3 separate regions of the Pan troglodytes genome follow, and all the other regions are linked to region 1. A link is a contact called in public Hi-C data. All regions are on one chromosome and are shown on one strand. Each heading gives the region's core, a stretch centred on a gene start, on an enhancer-like site or on the middle of the called end of the contact. The rest is flanking DNA. Distances are from core to core; before and after follow the strand shown. Region 1 overlaps YY1AP1 (YY1 associated protein 1). Region 2 holds the start of ENTREP3 (endosomal transmembrane epsin interactor 3). Region 3 holds the start of RUSC1 (RUN and SH3 domain containing 1).

Region 1 (2,805 bases), core at 157-2,656:
CCTGGGCAACGAGAGTGAAACTCCGTCTCAAAACAAAACAAAACAAAAATTAACTGAGCGTGGTGGCGGGCTCCTGTAATCCCAGCTACTCGGGAGGCTGAGGCAGGAGAATTGCTTAAGTCCGGGAGATGGAGGTTGCAGTGAGCCGAGATCGTGCCCTTGCACTCCAGCCTGGGTGACAGAGCAAGACTCCGTCTCAAAAAATAAATAAATAAAATAAATAAATAAATAAATAAATAAAAGTGAACGAAGCTAATACAAATCTAGCAATGGATGAGAATCAATTTAAAAATTTTTTGAGTAGGCCAGCAGCTGTGGTTCACACCTGTAATCCCAGCACTTTGGGAGGCCGAGATGGTTGGATCACCTGATGTCAGGAGTTCGAGACCAGCCTAGCCAACATGATGAAACCTCGTCTCTACTAAAAATACAAAAAAAAATTTAGCCGGGCGTGGTGACATGTGCCTGTAATCCCAGCTTCTCAGGAGGCTGACGCAGGAGAATTGCTTGAACCCTGGAGGTGGAGGTTGCATTGAGGTGAGATTGCGATGACACTGCACACTAGTCTGGGCAACAAGAGCAAAAACTCCGGCCAGGCGCGGTGGCTCACGCTTGTAATCCCAGCACTTTGGGAGGCCGAGGCGGGCGGATCATGAGGTCAGGAGATTGAGACCACGGTGAAACCCCGTCTTTACTAAAAATACAAAAAAATTAGCCGGGCATGGTGGTGGGCGCCTGTAGTCCCAGCTACTCGGAGAGGCTGAGGCAGGAGAATGACGTGAACCCGGGAGGCGGAGCTTGCAGTGAGCCGAGATCACACCACTGCACTCCAGCCTGGGCGACAGAGCGAGACTCCGTCTCAAAAAAAAAAAAAAAAAAAGAGCAAAAACTCCATTTCAAAATATCTGAGTATCTGTTCTCCACAAAGATACCACATTAAATGTGTTTTGGGGGAGTGGGGTTGCAGAAGAGATCCAGAAGTTTTCCTCTGGAAATCCTCCACCTGGTTTATAAGCTACCCACCCTGCACACTGTCCTCTAGACAATGAGGTTAAGTGAGAATGGTCCTTCAGTATAGGTTTGCCTAGCTCACCTGGTGGAGTTCTGCTGGTCTCCACTTCTGGAGCAGTCTCAGGTGAGGCAAAAGTAGAAGGAGGCTTCTCAGCAGAGTCTCCAACTGCTTCATCCGTCATTTCATCCTCTTTCTCCAGGCTTTCCATTCCTTCTGCTTCTTCTTCCTCCTCTTCTTCCGGCTCAGAGTTCTCCTACTGAGAATTCTCTTCTTCAGACTCACCCTCCTGACTCATGCGCCTTTCAGATGCCAGCCAAGTCAGTTTCTCCATTGTTTCCTGTAAAACCCTCCAAAGAGTACTTACGGCTCCTAGTGGCTCATGAATTGCAGAACAGCACAAAGCTGTATCAGGATAATCTGAAGTTAAACAGTGGGGAACCCACTACAGCTGTCAGAGCGGAATCCCCTGAGTTATGAAATCCCAGCGATAGCTGACATTGGGCCTGACAGCAGGAAAGTGGAAAAGATGCCTTTTGAAAACTTCTTCTTTACCCTGAAATTAGTTTTCCTTTGCGTTAGCCCATATTTATGTGCCTCTTCCTTTTTTTTTTTTTTTTGTCTTGCAACAGCGTCTCACTCCATCACCCAAGCTGGAGTGCAGCGGCACAATCTTGGCTCACTGCAAACTCCACCTCCTGGGTTCGAGGGATTTTCATGCCTCAGCCCCCTGAATGGCTGAAATTATAGGGGCACGCTACCACGCCGGGCTAATTTTTGTATTTTTAGTAGAGTCAGGGTTTCACCATGTTGGCCAGGCTGGTCTCAAACTCCTGACCTCGTTTTGTGATCCGCCCACCTCGGCCTTCTAAAGTGCTGGAACTACAGGTGTGAGCGACCAAGCCTGGACTATTTACTTTTTTTTTTTTTTTTTTTGAGACGGAGTTTTGCTCTTGTTGCCCAGGCTGGAGTGCAATGGCGTGATCTTGGCTCACTGCAACCTCCACCTCCCAGGTTCAAGCAATTCTCCTGCCTCAGCCTCCCGAGTAGCTGGGATTACAGGCATGCACCACTATGCTGGGCTAATTTTGTATTTTTGGTAGAGACAGGATTTCTCCTTGTTGGTCAGGCTGGTCTCGAACTCCCAACCTCAGGTGATCTGCCTGCCTCGGCCTCCCATGCCTGAGATTACAGGCATGAGCCACCGCACCTGGCCCTATATACTATTTTTTAAGGCATTTAAAGTATGGTCAGGTGATTCAATTTAATGTGTAAACGAGTTTAATATAATAAGTAAAATTTCATCCTTTCCATCTCATTTCACCTCAACTCCACAATCATGTCCCATAATGCATTCACAAATCAAATACAAATGATTTTAGGACTATCCATAGTGCAGCAAGCAAGCAGGTGGCATATCAATAAGTTAAACATATTACTGAGTCCACAAAATACTTGAGAGTATTCTCTAGCTCTCACCTGGAGTTCTGGGACAGAAAGCACAGATTCCTCAGAAGCTGATGACATTTCATCTTCCTCATCTTGGGTGAGGTCATCAAAGTCGTCTTCTTCCTCTTTTTCTGGCCTATCTTTCTCTCCTCCAGTTTCTGGCCCAACTGGGGTCCCCACTGACTGACCATCAACACTGGATGAGTCTTTGGGCTTCCCTGGGGGCTACTAAGCCTCACTTCAGGATTCATGGAGGATGAAGCATTATTTGGTGATCCTTTGCCCTCATCTCCTCCCAAGTTTCCTTCATTGGGGGTTCTTGAGAAGATGAAGGGGTTTTAGTTGGC
Region 2 (2,805 bases), core at 133-2,632, 380 kb before region 1:
GGAGAGGCGAGGATGTGGACTTGCAGCTGGTGTGGAGGGTGGGGCCCGAGGAGCCTCCCCCACCCAACAACTGTGCACCCAACTCACCGAGAACCCAGCCCAAGACGGGCAGGACCTCTTGATGCTCTCGGTGGTGGTGACGGAAGAGGCCACCATGCTGAAGGTGACCACCAGGATGCCCAGGAGCACTTGGACCAGCCCCAGCGTAAGCAGGGCCTGCAGCCAGGGTCGGTGGAGGCGGAGGTGGGTAAGGCCCCTGGTGCTGGGCCGGCTGGTCAGCAAGCGGCTGGAGTCACTAGGCGAGGGCATCATGCCTGCTGCCCGGTTGCCTGCGCCTCGCTCGGCCCTCCCTGGCACTTGGGAGCATCTCAGAGGCGCCCAAGGCCCCGTCCTTTCTCCTCTCCACCCCACTCGCTCTAGAGCCCACCCCCTGGCTGGGTCCCCTGGGGCATGGCCGAGGGACGCCAGCTGTGGGGGGGGCCAAGCGAGGGGCGTCACGGAGGGACCGCGGAGTGCTCCCTCCCCACCACGGGCACTGGACGGGCACCGTGCCCGCGGCGACGATGAGGACGCGGGGGCACCGGCTCATCGCATCTCCCTAGGGAAGAGGGGCACCGAGAAGGGCCGGTCCAGGAGTGAGGAGGGGGCGGCGGCCTGGAGCCCAGGGAGGGGTGGGGAGGGTAAAAGCGGGAAGGATGGAAATAAGTCTAGAGAAGAGGGGAGGGGTCGGCGTGGGGTGACTCTAGAGGCGCGGTCGGTGTGCCCTCAGGGCGTCCAGTGGGATCCGGGGCCGCCTGGTGGGGAGAGGCCGCGGCGCCGCTGTCTCCTGTGTCGCCTGTCCCGCTCCCCTCCCCACCACGCTCCGCTCCCCGAGCTCCGGCTGCCGCAGGTCGGGGACTAGAGAAGGGGGATGGGAATGGGGATGGTGCGGGAAGGAGGGGCGTGGCGGCGAGGGCCGGCGCGGTGCACCCCGGGAGTTGTAGTTCGGGACTGAGACCCTGTCGGGGTTGGGGGATCCCGCGGCAGGGCGAGGCAGTCGGATAAGCGCTCCTCCAGTCCCTGCCTCTCTCTGGACCCTGGCTAGGCTGCTAGTGATCCTTTGGGCCTCCACTTGAGCCCCACCCAGCTTTTCAGGCTCCAGGCCCGCGTATTCCTTGGCGTTCCCAGCAGAGGCGGTGGCTCTTCCCCGTCATTAATGGAGAGGGGTGGGGAGCAGGGCTCCCTCGCGTCTCCGGGTTTCGCGTTTCCGTGGACTTCCCACCTCCTTCCTGCGCCAGCCACTCGGGCTCCACCGCCCTGCCCCTCATATCTCCCAGTTTACACTAAAGCCGGGTCCGACCTTCCCACCTCACTCCACACTCTCCTTTCTCTTTCATAAGGCCTAATTCCCAATGAAGATTCAGGAAACGGGGATGTCAGTTCCAGTTCCACTTTCTTTTTATTTAAATAACCGAAGCAACAGCCGTGGCACAGCAGAGGGAAGCTGGGTTGGGGCGTGTGAGAGGTGGCAGCAGTGTGGCCTGATGGGGGGACTAGGTCACAGTGAACTCCCCACACGCCTGTCAGGTTCAGCAGTCATGGCCATAGGATTGGGAGCACTACGGAGGAGCCATCAGTTAGTGATGTCTCTCCAAGTCCCAGAGACCTTAGGGACGGGAGCTAAGTCAGCTCCCTCAAGTAGCAGGGCCAGGGCATCCCAGTCAGGGGTCACGGGGCCCGGAAGGCATTTTCAGCAGCCCCAGCGGCTGCATTGGCAGCTGCGGTTCGCACCGCAGGGTTGGAGAAGACACCAGCAGCAAATTCTTGCTGGGCCTTCTGAAAGCTGGCACCTGTGCGGCGGTATAAGGAGTGGATCTGCAAGTAGAGGACAAAGACATTACAGCCCATTCCAGCCACTGGTTCCCGACCCCAGCCTAACAGCATCACTACCACTCAGCAGCCTGCTGCCCAGCACACACACTCACACACAGAAACACACACCCCAGAGGTCCATTAGCTGAGAACAACCCAGCAGCCTGACCTGTGCCAGTTGCTCCTGAATGTTCCACCCACGCCCCTGGGGACCCATGATCTCACCATCCCGGCCCCACCTTCGACACAGCCCTCACCCGTTTCAGCATGACAATTCCTAGCACAGCAATGCCAGTGAAGAGCAGGGCGACCAGCAGCATGAGCACGGATACTGCTGTGTTGCCCTTCGGCACCACCAGAGCGGAGATCCAGCCACTGTAAAGGGAAGGATGAGCCAGTGAAGAGGGGCTCCTCAGCTTCTCCACTGGTTATGTCACCAGCATCCCCTGTTCCTACCCTTCCCATCAGCAGTGGCTCCCTGTCAATCGAGCAGCATTCCAAGCACCACAATCCCAAACTGTATCTAATCTCTTCATAGTTTAATTCCAGTTTCTGAACCATTAGCCCTGAGCTCTCCAAGCTCTTCCAGGCACTCATCTGGGGATTCTTCTTCCTCCTTTCAACCATGGTTCTATGCCTCCTCCAGGAAGCCACCTTAGATTGGCCAAATGCAGCATTCTTCCCTTCAATCTATATGTGTCAAGAGTGCTGTCTGCGCTCTATCCTGGAAGTATGTCTTGTATCTCATTAAACTAGTACCTCCCAAGGATTAAAACCACATTTCCTTTTTCTGAACAACTCCTATCCCAGCACCCAGTGCTGGCTGGATCTAGAGGGAAAGGTGAGGGTGGATAACAGCCTCACAAACCTGAATCCCCAACCTGGGATACCAATGGCCTGGAGGACAAAGAGCACATCCTGGACGAAGAAAATGAAGAAGAAAACGAAGAAATT
Region 3 (2,805 bases), core at 151-2,650, 320 kb before region 1:
GAGAGGAAAGATTTGGGGCTGCAGTAGGGCAAGACCCCATGGGAGGAAGCAGCCAGGAAGATGCCGGCACCTCTGGGGTTTGGCTTATTAACCCCCCTTTCCCTGTAGGCAGGAATTGATGGCGAGAAGGAGCACGCCAATGCCAAGAAGATCCTGCTGGAGATGGGGGAGTTCTTTCAGATTCAGGTAAGAAGGCAGGAGGCAGTAGCAGAGAACAGGCACCAGCTTCACTCCTCCTCTGCCCAGGAACCTCATCCTTCCTCTTTTGCTGCCCTCCCCCTCCCTGCCCAGGATGATTACCTTGACCTCTTTGGGGACCCCAGTGTGACCGGCAAAATTGGCACTGACATCCAGGACAACAAATGCAGCTGGCTGGTGGTTCAGTGTCTGCAACGGGCCACTCCAGAACAGTACCAGATCCTGAAGGTGCCTGAGAGAGGGTGGTGGGTCCCTGAGTTGGTGGAAAGGGATAGAGCAGTGGTTCTCAACTGGAGGCAGTTTTCCTCCCAAGGGGACATTTGGCAATGTCAGCAGACATTTTTTGCCATCGTCATTACAACTCTGTGTGTGCATGTGGTACAGACATCTAGTTGGCAGGAGCCAAAGATGTTGCCAAACATGTAGTACACAGAACAGCTCCCCCAGCCAGGATTATCTGGTCCCAAATTTCAATAGTGCCAAGGTGGAGAAACCCTGGAGTAGAGGATGCCTGGTCTGAGGCAATATTTGGGATAGGGAAGGGAAGCTTGGGATTTTAGCTACGTAGAGACACTTGAAAATTGGAGGGAGGAAAGGAGTGGGTGGCTTTGGAGATGTTCTGGAATATGTGAATGAGGGGAGTGGAGGGGTCCTGGAGGCTCTGGGGAAGGCCAAGCCCGTTTTCCTGTCTTTCAACCTCTTCCAGGAAAATTATGGGCAGAAGGAGGCTGAGAAAGTGGCCCGGGTGAAGGCGCTATATGAGGAGCTGGATCTGCCGGCAGTGTTCTTGCAATATGAGGAAGACAGTTACAGCCACATTATGGCTCTCATTGAACAGTACGCAGCACCCCTGCCCCCAGCCGTCTTTCTGGGGCTTGCGCGCAAAATCTACAAGCGGAGAAAGTGACCTAGAGATTGCAAGGGCGGGGAGAGGAGGCTCTCAATAAATAATCGTGTAACCTTCTTGTGGTTCTGTTCTTGCTCGGCCCAGCCAGAGTATAGCTCTTTCCAGAATGTGCAGGGTGGGGTGCTGGGAGGACTCGCTGCACGGAAGCAGGACCCAGGGGCCAAAAGCTTAGGATATATCAAACCCGCTAGGTGGGTGACAAAAGACGCTAAACGCTGGGGGCGGGTCTGAGCTACGCCACGCCCATGCGCGAAGGGGTGCAGCTGCGCAGCGCAGGGTAGGTTGTGCTAGTGCCCCTCCCCTCCCGCTCTGTGCCCCGCCGGGCGGGGACCGTGGGAGCCGCGGACAAGCCCAAGGCCGGAGCGGTTCCAGGAGGACCCTGGTGAGGAGGGCTCGGCCCATGGGTGTAGACCGATGGACCTGGGCACGAGGGGCGGGGCAGGACAAGGGAGCAGGAGAAATGAATAGAGAAAGGGTGCGGTGGTGGCTGAACGATGGAGACGAATGCGGAGAGAATGGACATACCGCTGTTCCGAGGGGCGAGGGCGCAGGCTGGAGCCCGGCCGAGGCAGCCAGCAGATGCGGAGTTGACAAGCTGACGGCTGCTCCATCCTTTTCCTCTCCAGCCCCCACCCCTTTCCTGCATTCACCAGACAAACTCTGCGTATTGCCCCACCCCCATCCTCCACCTCCTTTCAGGGCATCTGCGTGGGTCTCCCTGGGTCCCTTCCTCTGGGAGTAAGGGGTAGGCTGGAGGGTAGGGCCGGATTGCGGCAGCAGGGACCTGGAGGTCCATTCTGGGCCCGGACCTCTTCCAGGCCCCCGCCCCCCTTCGGAGATCCAGAGCGCAGCCGCGTTCTCTGACCCTCCCGGCTCCATTCCCGGGGGGTTACATTCGACTCCACCTGCAAACACTGCAGTGGAAACTAATGGTCAGTCGATTGCGATTTGCATCTCATTGAAATATCTTCCAAAGCAGCCAGAGCCTTCAGGCCTGCTGCTGCCGTCAAGTCACCTCGGTGTCCTTCCCCGCAGCTCTTGTCCTCACTGGCCGGGCTTCACCACCTCTGTCTTCTAGGTCTGCACCTGTGGTTGCCAGGTAGGTGGATGTGAGAGACCCTACCCTTCTGGTTCTCTAGAAGCCATCCCATCGCCGCTAGCACCATGCTGTCCCCTCAGAGAGCTTTACTCTGCAACCTCAACCACATCCACCTCCAGCACGTCTCCCTGGGCCTGCACTTGTCCCGCCGTCCTGAGCTACAGGAGGGGCCTTTGAGCACACCCCCTCCTCCAGGAGACACTGGGGGCAAGGAGAGCAGGGGCCCCTGCAGTGGCACCCTGGTGGACGCCAATTCCAACAGCCCAGCTGTGCCCTGCCGGTGCTGCCAGGAGCACGGTCCGGGCCTAGAAAACCGGCAGGACCCGTCACAGGAGGAAGAGGGGGCTGCCTCTCCCTCAGACCCAGGCTGCTCCTCCTCACTCAGCTCCTGCTCAGATCTTAGCCCCGATGAGTCCCCTGTCTCAGTCTACTTGCGGGACCTCCCTGGTGATGAGGATGCCCACCCTCAGCCCAGTATCATCCCCCTGGAGCAGGGCTCCCCACTGGCTTCAGCAGGCCCTGGCACCTGCTCACCGGACAGCTTCTGCTGCTCTCCTGATTCCTGCTCCGGAGCTTCTTCTTCACCCGATCCTGGCCTGGA

What was found. A called contact is a pair of places that touch in the nucleus more often than the background predicts.
Region 2: a contact with region 1 is called in a Hi-C map of stem cell-derived neural progenitor cells, with 2.2 times the contacts expected there. The contact joins the promoter of ENTREP3 here to the enhancer-like site in region 1. A contact is called at or near these places in 1 of 7 Hi-C or Micro-C datasets (stem cell-derived neural progenitor cells) and 1 of 1 datasets of contacts at active chromatin or transcription factors (stem cell-derived excitatory neurons).
Region 3: a contact with region 1 is called in a Hi-C map of stem cell-derived neural progenitor cells, with 2.1 times the contacts expected there. The contact joins the promoter of RUSC1 here to the enhancer-like site in region 1. A contact is called at or near these places in 1 of 7 Hi-C or Micro-C datasets (stem cell-derived neural progenitor cells) and 1 of 1 datasets of contacts at active chromatin or transcription factors (stem cell-derived excitatory neurons).

What each region holds. Positions count from the first base shown.
Region 1 is chr1:93,553,687-93,556,491 of NHGRI_mPanTro3-v2.0_pri, reverse strand. YY1AP1 (YY1 associated protein 1) reads right to left here. Exons shown (of 22, transcript XM_016946265.4): 13 at 2,771-2,805; 14 at 2,688-2,768; 15 at 2,489-2,685; 16 at 1,094-1,349. Among named protein-coding and RNA genes, the nearest start is that of MSTO1, 29 kb to the left of the region's middle. Within about 2 kb of position 1,406, at least 6 of the 24 cell types and tissues checked have an H3K27ac peak or open chromatin away from gene starts, as enhancers often do. A contact at or near this core is called in stem cell-derived neural progenitor cells, where this site is marked.
Region 2 is chr1:93,938,141-93,940,945 of NHGRI_mPanTro3-v2.0_pri, reverse strand. ENTREP3 (endosomal transmembrane epsin interactor 3) reads right to left here and starts at 1,382. Exons shown (of 9, transcript XM_001155265.8): 1 at 88-1,382. The coding sequence starts at 312. It overlaps SCAMP3 (secretory carrier membrane protein 3), which reads right to left. Exons shown (of 9, transcript XM_513854.8): 7 at 2,720-2,805; 8 at 2,109-2,226; 9 at 1,416-1,854. The coding sequence ends at 1,708.
Region 3 is chr1:93,873,701-93,876,505 of NHGRI_mPanTro3-v2.0_pri, reverse strand. It overlaps RUSC1 (RUN and SH3 domain containing 1), which reads left to right and starts at 1,400. Exons shown (of 11, transcript XM_009433418.2): 1 at 1,400-1,487; 2 at 2,184-2,805. The coding sequence starts at 2,270. FDPS (farnesyl diphosphate synthase) reads left to right here. Exons shown (of 10, transcript XM_003949589.4): 8 at 109-186; 9 at 292-426; 10 at 905-1,161. The coding sequence ends at 1,105. It overlaps LOC741730 (putative uncharacterized protein RUSC1-AS1), which reads right to left. Exons shown (of 3, transcript XR_010157787.1): 1 at 2,739-2,805; 2 at 1,631-2,191.